Linked DNA regions of Mus musculus: region 1 is linked to region 2. A link is a contact called in public HiChIP or PLAC-seq data. All regions are on one chromosome and are shown on one strand. The core of a region is the stretch at or near the end of the contact, and the rest is flanking DNA. Distances in the headings are between cores, read along the strand shown. Region 1 overlaps Slc4a4 (solute carrier family 4 (anion exchanger), member 4). Region 2 has its middle 10 kb from the start of Grsf1.

The links. HiChIP or PLAC-seq counts read pairs in DNA pulled down with a chosen protein or histone mark.
Region 1: a contact with region 2 is called in a FOXA1 HiChIP or PLAC-seq map of pancreatic cancer cells. The contact joins two enhancer-like sites. A contact is called at or near these places in 2 of 39 promoter capture datasets (the 3T3-L1 cell line and liver) and 1 of 115 datasets of contacts at active chromatin or transcription factors (pancreatic cancer cells).

Annotation. Positions count from the first base shown.
Region 1 is chr5:89,136,458-89,142,534 of GRCm38.p6, forward strand. All of the region lies in intron 13 of Slc4a4 (solute carrier family 4 (anion exchanger), member 4), which reads left to right. Among named protein-coding and RNA genes, the nearest start is that of Gm35855, 86 kb to the right of the region's middle. Within about 2 kb of position 3,799, at least 20 of the 459 cell types and tissues checked have an H3K27ac peak or open chromatin away from gene starts, as enhancers often do. A contact at or near this core is called in pancreatic cancer cells, where this site is marked.
Region 2 is chr5:88,683,470-88,689,553 of GRCm38.p6, forward strand. No RefSeq gene overlaps it. Among named protein-coding and RNA genes, the nearest start is that of Grsf1, 10 kb to the left of the region's middle. Within about 2 kb of position 4,727, at least 57 of the 459 cell types and tissues checked have an H3K27ac peak or open chromatin away from gene starts, as enhancers often do. A contact at or near this core is called in pancreatic cancer cells, where this site is marked.

The DNA of each region.
Region 1 (6,077 bases), core at 2,549-5,048, 450 kb after region 2:
ATAATAGCCATGATTTTCATAATAGAAAAGATGTCATATGCTCCCCCCACTCCCACCCCACCCCACCCCAGATCAATTAGAACAACCTGTGGAAATGACTTAAAGTTGATCATGGCATTAGAAACAGTAGGTACTGAATACACAGTGAGTGGAGCTGAATGTGAGTTTAAGCCCTTTCGAACTCTGCCCTTTCCACTCACGTCCCATCAGTGTCCAACCCATGAGGTATTCACACAGCCTACCAGCCAGCATCTTAGTTTGTGAACGCAGCTAATTCCCCCAAATGACCTCTGTTACATTCCTACTTTGCCTCTAGTTATCCATCTATGCTCTCAGTTCCTTTCTAAACGCAAAGATAAGATAGAGTAACATTTTTCGTGGCACCAGGTACTAAGGGATAAGTTTCACAGTCATATGAGTGTGCCTGTCCATTATATGAAGCTGCCCTTCATGCATGTGGCAGTTTTGGACTCAGCTGAGTGATTTTTTTCTTTGGTTCCTCCTACACATTACAGTGTGATGCCACCTGAGCTTGAAGTTGTCTAACGGTTTCCACTCACATAGTGCCTAGGCCTGAGTGACTGGAACAGCTGAGTTCTAGGGACACTCCTCGTGGCATCTCCACAAGACTAGCTTGGGCTTCCTCACAGTATGGCCACCCTTAAAAGCTGAGGCTTCAGGAAAAGAGGTGACCACCATTTATTTTTTTTTATATCATGTGGTTGTAGACCTATCATTGCTTCGTTTTCTGACTTTCACAGATGCACTGAAAATTCAAACTCTCCGTGAGAGCTTTTAGCTCTTAAATATTACCATTGATTAGCATTTTGCTGATCAAAGACCATGAATCTCCATGACACCCCTGGGCATGGTTTGCAGAGACCAAATGTGTTTTGTTGCCACCCCTGCAGTGGATGTCCTCATTCATAAGGCAAGGTTAAACTGTAACAGTAATACAGTTTTTATAAACACTGGCCTAGATTCCAGCGCTGCAGCAGTCCCTCATCCAGGTTACAACAGGATGCTCACTAAGTTAGATCATTTAGGAAACCAGCTGGAAACAAAACCATCGAGGAAACACCTTGAGGCCCCGCATAAAGCTAGCACTTGCAGCCATGTGTGCTAAGGAAATCAAAGACATCTATGGCATTTAAAGAATGTATTTGTAGGGGCTTTTTCTGTTTATTAAAAGCTTTGTTACATAAATAAATCTTTCATTATTGAACACCTATCAGATTGTTGTATTTACTTTCTTTTTTCCTTTGCTTTTAATCATGCTTATTCTTGAGAATTTCAAAAGTGCTTACACTGTATTTCAATTGTATGTATCCCTTCCTCCTCTCAGCTTCTCCCAGATTCGCTGCTGCTATCCACCTGCAACCTCCCAACTCCATGACATCTTTTTGAAAATAACTTTGTAAATCCAGTTTGTACTGACCATATACCCAAAGGTGCGGGCCACCCACTGAAGCATGGTTGGCCACTTCCTTAAACTTAACTGATTCTTCTTACCCCAGAAGCCATCCCCTGTCAATAACTCCTCAGATGGAGCCTCTTGAGCCAGCCTGTCTCCATGATAGCCTGCTGAATGGCTTGATCTAATGCAAGCATTGAGCAGGCAACCACAGCTGCTGTGGGTTCAAGAGTCCAGCCGTCCTCTGGTTTTCAGAGGACTCTGTTTCACTCCAGTTCTTCAACCTCTGGCTGAGAGTTTTTCTTCCTCTCCTGGATGATGCTCAAGCTGTTTTGGGGGGAAAGGTTGTGCATTGATGCAGTGTTAATGACTGAGCACTCCTTAGACACCTTTGACCTATTGTGAGTCTCTATGTTGATTACTGTCCACCAAATACAGAGGCTTGTTTGATGATGTTCGAGGGATGCGCTGTCTGATTTGGAGCAGATGATTAAAGAAAAAACCAACAAAACCAACTTTTGTTAGGAGATACAGAGGTGTGCTCATGCAGAGACATCTAAACTAAACTAATTTCTGTTTGTGGATATTCTTCTCGTGGAAACAGTGGCAGTGTAATCTTCCTAGGTGTGCATTTAATGCCTCTTTGAAATATAATCTTTACCATTTGTCAGATTTAGTTGTATGGACTTTGAGAGAGAGAGAGAGAGAGAGAGAGAGAGAGAGAGAGAGAGAGAATGTGTGTAATGTGTGTATAGTGTGACTCAGGGCCTTCAACATGCTGGGTATCTTAGTTAAGGTTTCTATTTCTGTGATGAAATAACATGACTAAAGAAGTGCAAGGAGGAAAGGGTTTATGTGGCTTACACTTCCACATTACTGATCATCACCAAAGGAAGATGACAGGAACTCAAACAAGGCAGGAACCTGATGACAGGAGCTGATATAGTGGCCATGACATAGTGCTGGTTACTGGCTTGCTACTGTTGGCTTGCTCATAGAACCCAGGACCACTAGCCCAGGGGTTGTACTACCACAATAGATGGGACCTCCCCCATCAATCACTAATTTAAAAAAGGTCCTACAGGTTTGCCTACAGTCAGGTCTTATGGTGGCATTTTCTTAATTGAAGTTTCCTCCTCTCAGATGACTTTGCTTGTGTGAAGTTGATTAAAAAACCTATCCAGTACACTGGGCAAGTGCTCTAGGACTTAGCCAAATCTCCATCCCAGATTTAGCTTTAGAATGTAGCATCTAAGAACAGAGGAGAAGTTTGGACAAGTTTGTTTTGGTAACATTTGTATGAATCGGTTTCTATTTGAATGAGTCCCTGGGGTTGTAGACTTTGTTGTATAACATAAATAGGTACGATGGGAATTTTTCCCCACTGTATATTGTCTGGGTAATTCCTGGCTATGTTCTAGTTCTGAAGATTCCAGGAGATGTATGAAGGGGTTAGAGCTTCAGTCTGTTAAACAGTGCTCCTGAATATTAGGCTGGACAGTTGATGACTCAAAGTCATACAGACACATGAGGATATTTTTAGACATACTTTGTTATTATTTTATAATCATCATTGATAATTCTGTTGAAACTTAATATAGGTAGAATTTTAAAGTTTTTTTGTGAGTGAAATTACTGAAACATACTTCACTTCCCTTGCATAATGAAGCTTTTCCTCCTTAAAAGCTACACTGGCAAAGTCCTTCTCCTAGAAGGCTTGCAGGAGTCAAAGTGTGTAGCAGAAACACTGAAAAGAAAGCATAGAAAATGAGTGGAACATTAATAAATAGTTTTTGTGTGAGTGTGTTTTAAGAACTAGAGAGTGAGCTGATTTGACATGTGGAAACTATCTCATGTATTGCACCTTACCTTATGAATGTTTATCCCTTAGGCAGGAGCCTCTTTGACTTGTCATTGGGACAACAACATATTTTGTGGATTTGATGATACATCTCAGGTCATTTTTATAGGTATATGACAGACATTAATTTATGCCTTTGCAAATGTTTATGGAGTACCTACCATGTATTAGACAGAGTTTTATGTGCTGGAGGTAGAGAGAGGTGAGTCAAGTGGCTAAGAACCCTAGGGTGGTGGGATTTATATTTAGACTACTTACAGAAGCAACATTTTTTTTGAGTCCCTACAAAGTACTAGTATGGTATGTAATACCTCCAATTACTTTTCTAAACGCGTATTCCAGAAAGCACTGGGCAAACTTGAGTGTCTGCAGTTATATCCCATCCTTCACAAATAAGGCAACAGGTTAGTCGCCATAACACAAGCAGCTCAATGAGTCAACTGAGAATAACATCCTTGCTTCTAAAGGCTGACTGCTCAGAGATGGTTTGGCTAGGGCCTTTATTGTCAGGCTACAAATAGACATGGGTGCTGGGGAGAAGCATGTTGTGCAAACACAGATGACTCACTGTGTGACTGTTGTCTAAGCGTATGCTCCTGCCAGCTTCTGTTCAAGAGGACTGGCCTGCTTGAAGACAAGAATTTGCTTTCAAGCATTAATTTTAGGGCATGGTATCTATCTATCTATCTATCTATCTATCTATCTATCTATCTATCTATCTATCTATCTATCTATCTATCTATCATCTATCCATCCATCATCTATCTATCTATCTATCTATCTATCTATCTATCTATCTATCTATCTATCATCTATCTATCTATCTATCTATCTATCATCTATCTATCTATCTATCTATCATCTATCTATCTATCTATCTATCTATCTATCATCTAGCTACCATCATATATCATCTCTATAACATCTTTTATGAAATATAAATGTATCTTATCTATTTATAAGCTTGTATGTATGATTGTGCTTTTCTGTGTGCATGCATTTGTGGAAACAAGTCATCTTGAAGTGGCAAAGACCATTTCTCATAGAACTGTGTTCAGAATAAAGCAGCCGAGGCTATAGTTGCTGACAGTTTGATAAAATTGTAATGCCAGCACAAATAACTCTGTGTCTTCCCCAATGTTAGCAGATATATTTTGTCAACCAGGAAACTCTTAGAAGATGCTGGGGCTTACCAAGAGGACATGTACAAATTTTGTATATAGATAAGTGTAGGCATTATAATTTAGCTTGGGTTTCTTGGAGCAACTGAACTATGTTGCCAAGCATCAACCTTACATTCCTGTAGCACCCAACCTCAACTTGTGCCCATTTCTCTTTATTAGAGTATAGAGGACCATCAGTTCCTCACGTTTGAGAATGGTGCATCACTTATCCCTCTGGGTAAATCCCATCCAGTTGATTCTCGACTTTCCTTGCCATATAGTAAGGAAATGGTTTTCGGCCTCACTGTTCTGAAATCTTATCCCCTCCATAATTAAACCATGACACCATTCATGCTGATATCATATTTACATTCTTGGTTACCAAACAAGTATATTTTTCTGCTTATTTAGATACTTAAAATTTATCTTTAATATATATATACAGTCCACTATTTATTACAGTTAAGCATTTTTCATTTTCAGAGCTATTATATGGAGTTGGGCCTGATGGCACAGGGATGTGATTCTAGCTACTCAGGAGGCTGAGGCAGGAGGATTTCAAGTTCAAGGACAGCCTGAGCAACTTAATAAGACTCTACCTTAATATAAAAGTAAACGAAGAGTTGAAGGAATAGTTCAGTGGTAGAGCACTTGATTAACATTGGAGAAAGCCCTAGGCTCAGTTGGTAGTCCTATAAAGAAAATACTTCTTTGCTAACACAATGAGTAATAACTTAAATTTTGAGGAGGGTGTTAGAGTAAGGAATCTTCGAGGAGGCTTGGTGGCAGGCCCTGTGTTATTTAAGAATTGTTCTTCTCTAGCATACAGAGAACATATTTTAATGGAAGTGTACTTTTGATTGTGAATGACTAAGCATAGTCTAGAGTGAAGAAAGCCATCTTAAGTTTTTTTTCAGGAGTAAATATAATCCTATTTTCACAAACCTTTCAGCAAAAGAGTGCAGTAAGATTTTTAGCATTCTGTGAAATTCGTGATATTTATGGAGCCTAACAGAGCACATTTTAAGAGAACTTGTCTCATAATAAGGAACATTTTTAGCTGGCATCTCCAAATTTGAGGCTTTATTTTAACATTCTGCTGTGCTGAGAGATTTTCACCAATCTGCTCAAGTTGGAAAAGTGTCCTTTCTGTGTCGGTGAGAAAGGTGCTTCTTTGCACTGCCTGTCATGTATAGCTTGCAGCAGTGGGATTGGCATGAACTGATAATTTACTGAGAAATAGACAATAATATTGGGCTGTCTGACTGTTGCTCTTTGGCACTGAAATGCTTTTCCTTTAGAAGTAGGAAACACAAAAACTTATTAACCCATATAGCAGCATATTGTAGCTTCCACATGCGAAGCAGATATTTTGGTCAGCCCAAGAAAGCAAGCCTGTTTAGTGACAGAGGAAGAAATCCATCTTGCTTACAAGGGTCTAGAAAGGAACTGTTAGCTTTCAAAACATGTTTCACAGGCTAAGAAGATGTCTCGGTGGCTAAAGTGTGTGTCTTGAGAGTGTTGAGAGCTGCAGTTGAGATCTCAAGAGCTGCTGATCCCCACACATAGATGCTGGAGGGCATGGCAGATCCCCTGTAATGATGGCAATCTGGGGGGCAGAGACAGGATATCCCTCGAG
Region 2 (6,084 bases), core at 3,477-5,976:
GGTTTTTATGAGGGTTTAGTTGGTTGGTATGAGACAGAGTCTAACTATATAGCCCTGGCTGGCCGGAAACTAGCGCTGTGTAGACCAGGCAGGTCTTGAAACTCTCTATGTAGATCAGGCTAGCCTTGATGCCATGGAGATGCACCCACCTCTGCTTTCTGAGTGCTGGGATTCACGGTGTGCACTAGCACACCCAGATAGGTTGGGTTTTGTCTGTTTTGTTCTCGTGAACATAAGATAGTTGGGAGCCTCAGCCATCATAAGAACCGTCCCCAGAAAAATTTCCAGAACCTTAATTGTATTCCACACTGCTGTCACCATCCATGACACTCCTTAGACTCCGTGGACATCAACTGGTATTGTAGGTCTCTCTGCATTAAACATGTATGCTGGGCGTGTTTCAGTAGTCCTCCCTCCCCGCCCCCACTGGGTGTGACCTGGCCCTTCCTAGGAATCCCACACAGAGTTTGGTCACTTTTGTCTCTCACTGAAATTCTCTTAAAGATGGTGACTCTGATCTCGTCCTTTTAATGGCATGGAGTCGTCGGTTATCTCTTCTGAGGTAATTCCTTCCAGAAACGATAACGCACACACTGCTTGTGCTAGAGCAGCTCTTCTACATGTCAGTCACCCCTTTGAGGGTCACACAACCCTTTCTCAGGGGTCTTGTGAGACCATTGGAAAACACAGATATTTACATTGCTGTTCCTAACAATAGCAACATTACAGTTCTGAAATAGCAGTAAAAGTAATTCTATGGTTGGAGGTCACCATAACATGCATCCAAGGACTGCAGCTTTTAGGAGGGTTGCTAACCACTGTACTAGAGACATTTGTAAATGAGAACGGTCTTTTCTTTCAAGGTCCTTACAGTCTAGTATGGAGAACAGATCAGAAGCCAGCTGCAGCAGAATGCAATTAGTGATTAGGTGCTGTAATCAACTTTCCTTCGGATGCCATTGGACTTCAAAGAAAGGGCATTTCACATGCTTATGGAATGGAAGATGACAAGAAGCTGACTTCAAAGTTGGATTGTAAAGAAATAAAGATTAACAAAATAAAGGAGAGGTCTGGGCTATTCAAATCCTAGGAAAAAATTTCCCCCCTGAGAGAGAAGCTGAAGAATTCAATGAATTTCAAACGGTTTATAGCAGGGATTTGGAGTTGGAGAGTAGGTAGGGAAATTAAGGGACCTCAGTCATAGCTGCGTGTTTGTTTTCTTTGTCCTGTTGGTCACTGGGTAGGTGATCGGCCAGAGAAGGCCATCTTCAACGTCTAGGTTTAAAGCACTTGAACTTTATTTGGTAGAAGATGGGCTGCCTATTGAAGTAGAAGGTGAATTATATAATAAACATTTATATTTAAATATGCAGTGGAATTGAGGAAGGTCTGTAAAAGATAAGAGACCAAAGGTTGTTAGGGGGCTGAAGCAATTACTCTCAGGGGAAAGCAGCTCCAATGTCAAAAGCGGTATGGGCACTCGGAAAGTTAGCATCCAGAAAAGAGCTTTTCCCAAATGCTTGGGCATCCTGGGAGAGGCTTCCGGTTGGAGACGCCAGCAGAGGCATTAGTGGGGGGGTGGGGGGGGAGCTTTAATCCTTCTTGTCATAAGCGGGAGAAAGAACAAGGTTCTTTTGGCAATGACAGAGGGTAAGGAAGCCTAGGGGAAGGAAAATGTATTAAAGATGATTGAAAGATTCTAACCCAGCTTAATCCCCTTTACAGTTTCCCTGCACAATGGTGATCCAGTCTACGTCGAACAAATCCAATAGGAGCAAACCTGTATTCCCTAGGCTGTAATGAAGGAGAGGGAGGGGAGGGAAGGGAGGGAAGATGGAAGGGTTATTCAGTAATTCTCAAGTAAAGCTCCCAGGTGCTGTCTAGATTTCTCCATTGATGCCATTTTCAGCCTCACTGTCAAATTCATCCTTGCATAGCGATACATGATTGGATACATGATTGGATACGCCCTAAAGGAAGCTATCCCTAAGGCATTTGTGGGTCCGGGGCAAAGCCTTTCTTCCTTCAGCCCCTCCCTACCCTGCCCTACCCTTCCATTCGGTTTCAAATCCACCATTTGCATTTCTGAAGAAATGGCACATTAAGTCGCATGAAGGTGTTAATGACCTGTCAGATAGCCTTCATCCTGGCGCAGGGGACCCTAGGAAATACAGAACAACCAGCAAAAGGTCCCTGAGAGATGAGAGCCCCAGACTCCTAGTGATGGGCACAGGGAGCTTAGCTAAATGCATTAGGACCTAGAGTTTGTTCACTATACTATTTCCAGGATTTCTTTCTGTGTTATTTTTACTCAGGAATCCAGAGCGGATTACAGGGAGATTTTTGACTTGTAGCTAAATTTAGGAACTGTTAACTGTGATGCCCCCCCAAACACCACCAAGACTTCACACAAACACAGGGAGTCGGTATCTTCAGGCTACACACAGCTGTCTTTGTTCACGCTAAGGTCTCTGAGGGATATGTTATCATTTTTTTTAAGGCACATTAGACACCTGATAAGATGTGTTGCTGACATTCAAGGTTTCTGAGTATACGTGTGTGTGTGTGTGTGTGTGTGTGTGTGGTGTATGTATCTGTGGGTGTGTATATGCAGGTGTAAAGGTTAGCTGCAGAGAAGCTGACATTTGTGAATGTGCGTAAACAAGTCAGAGGGTTAGGAAGCGGCTTTGAACCTGTTGCCTGGGGCAACTCAAGGTGATTTTGAGGAATGAAAGTAAAATTTAAGTGAATAAAGTAAAAGACTTTTAGAATTGGAGAGATGGCTCCATAGATAAGAGCAATGGCTGCTCATGTAGAGCCCCTGAGTTCAATTCCCAGCACCCACACAATGGCTCACAACTGTCTATAACTTCAGTTCTAGAGGACCCAGTTTTGCTTCTGACCTCCAAGGTCACCAGGCACACACATGGTATACAGGCATACAAAAGCAGGCAAAATACCCATTCATATAACCGTAAAATATGTATGTATGTATGTATTTATTTATTTATAGCTGTTTTGCTTGGAGACAGGGTTTCACATGTACCTCTGGATGACCTGGAGTTCACTATACAGATTAAGCTGTCCCAAAACTCACAGAGATATGCCTCCTGCATGCTGACATTAAAGGTGTGAGCCACCATGTCCATCAAATAAATTTTTAATTAAATATTAAATGCTTGTTAATAATTCAATGACTGCAGAATATGCTAATATGTTGCTTATAAAAAATACTATCACCATCTGAATAGTTGACATTATACAATTTATAAAACGTTTCATGTAAGAGTTCAGATATGAATTCAAGAAAATGATCAAGTCATATTATTGTCATTAACCCCAATATCCCAACTAGCCAGTGACTTGTATATGTCATGTAGTTTCTTTTAGTCACTGAGACTTATTTAGGTCTTCAAAGTCAGCTATGCAGCACTTCAGCACTTCCTACTATGAATATTCATTCTTTTTTTAAAAAAAGATTTATTATATGTAAGTACACTGTAGCTGTCCTCAGATACCCCAGAAGAGGGCATCAGATTTCGTTACGGATGGTTGTGAACCACCATGTGGTTGCTGGGATTTGAACTCGGGACCTTCAGAAGAGCAGTTGGCGCTCTTAACCACTGAGCCATCTCACCAGCCCCCCTGAATATTCATTCTTTTTCATACTTCATGTAAAAGCATGATGTATGGCCAGGTGGTGGTGGCACACACCTTTAATTCCAACACTCAGGTGACAGAGGCAGGTGGATTTTTGAGTTTGAAGCCAGCCTGGTCTACAGAGACAGTTCTTGGACAGCAAGGGCTAACACAGAGAAACCCTGTTTCAAAAACAACAACAAAGCTATGGTATATATTTATACGTTATGGTCAAGATTACAAAGTCCAGTCCCCAAGTGTGTCATCACTAATAGACCAAGATAGTCTGCTTCCTACTTTACACAAGGTATTTTACAGCATCAGTGGTATTCTGGGCAGACTGTGTATCCTGAACCAGTGCAACCGTTTAATCATCTTTGCATTTGTTTATTGTGTGCGACATTAAAAAGCAATCTACAGGAGTTCCTTCTCTCCTTCCACTGTGCTTGTCCTGGAGATTGAACTCAGGTCACCAGGCTTGGGGACAAGTGCCTTTGTCTGCTGAGCCTTCCCCCTGGCCCCCAGTCTATAAGCCTTTATACTGAACTGCTGGTTTACGGGAACCACATGAAGGTAGAAAAGCAAGCTGACTGACTTCATGAAGACGCCACTGGACAAATTCTGAGTCCGTATATCTTGTAGAATATTTGGTCTCTTTCATAACTCCATGTCAGGAAAGAATACTGAAAGTGGAAGGCAAGCAATCTAGATTTTTAAAAAAGATTTATTCACTTACATATATGAGTGCTCTATTTGCATGTATGCCTGCATGACAGAAGAGGGCATCAGGTCTCATTACAGATGGTTGTGAGCCACCATGTGGTTGCAGGGAATTGAACTCAGGACCTCCGGAAGAGCAGCCAGTGCTCTAACCACTGAGCCATCTCTCTCCAGCCCAGCAACCTAGCTTTAAAGAGTGTGAAAATACCACCCCTTCACTACTTCGACGTGGTCTTTGCTCACTTGTTCTCACCCAGAACAGAACTTGGGAAAGCCCACAGAAAATAGTGAGCAGCCTACATAGTGAGTCAGCTCACAGAAAATAGTGAGTCAGCGCCTACATCAGCACTGTCTCATGAGGGTCCCACCCTCCAGAGGTTCATTTTACGCATGCGCTTTGTAATGTGTCTCAAGTCCAGACCTTTCCTGGGACAATGAGATGGTGGGTGCCCATGTGTTTGAAACCTGGAACTACAGTATTGCTCATGGCAAAAATCCGTGGCCAATAGGAAACCACCATCAGATAAATCCTTTCTTGTTCCATCATGGGCGTCCCTAAAACCAAACATGTTCACCCGACCTCCCAGGAGATGGCCCCAGAGGAACAAGCAACCTGCCCCCCTTGATAAAAGGACCTTAAGGAGTTTAAAGCCTTAGCACAAATGGAAAGGGTAACCTGGAAGATGAGACCCCATGCACTGAAGGCATGAAGTTGTAAAGAGACAAACTCATTTGAAAACAAAACCAAAAACTTTCTCTAAACAAAGAGCTCACAGGAGTGATATGCTTGCCACCTAAGAAAAAAGATTATCCTGGTTCAACTATGTCAGCACTGGGAGACAGTTACAGAGCTACCAACTCAACCCCAGGTCTGCCCCAGAACCTGGCTTTATCTACTAGGTAGTGGTTTTGAAAGAGACAGGATCTTTGACGCTTTCAATAAGATTTTTACGAAAAACCGAAGAGGCAAGTCTGTCTGTATCAGAGTCAAAGATTCCCTTGAAGGACTCTTTCCCTGGTCAGCCTCTGTGTAAAACTGCAAAGTGAGGCCTAACTTGTAAGGGAGTGCTGAAGAGAGCGTGAGCCAAGAAACGATCCAGACACCAAGTAGGAGGGGATCTAAGTACTACAGGCAGCAGAGCCGCAGGCAAGGGCGGGGCAAGTCCATTAACCGCACACGGGATGACGTCGTCATGCACCAGGTCCATTAAACACACAGGATGACGTCACGCACTTCTGCTGCAAGATATGGAACTTCGGAATTCAGTGTTTGCCCTGCTGGTTAGATCTCACTGTGGCCTAGTCTTCTACTGCTTAGCTTCTGTTCCTCCCTTTGAACGTTCCCATGTTTACTCTGTGCCATTGTGGACTGCGGTAGGTAGCTTGTTTCCCGTTTTCACAGGGTATTGTGGGCTCGATTTTGCCTAGGGTTTTAGAAGAGACTTTGAAAGTGGGGATTTTGAAGTTTGGTTACAGCTAAGACTCTATGTCATCAGCACCTGCCCAAGCTTTATTTTGTTTTTAATTATGGGTACATGTATGTGTCCGTGCATGTGTGAGTGCAGGTTCCTAGGGAATCTAGAAAAGGGCATGGGATCTCCTGGACTGGAGTTGCAAGTGGTTGTGAGCCACTTGAGGCGGGTGCTGGGAACTGAACTCAAGTACTGAGCAAGGGTAATAGTTTCTCCTGACAACTGAGCCAGCTCCCCAGCCCACAGGTTTTGC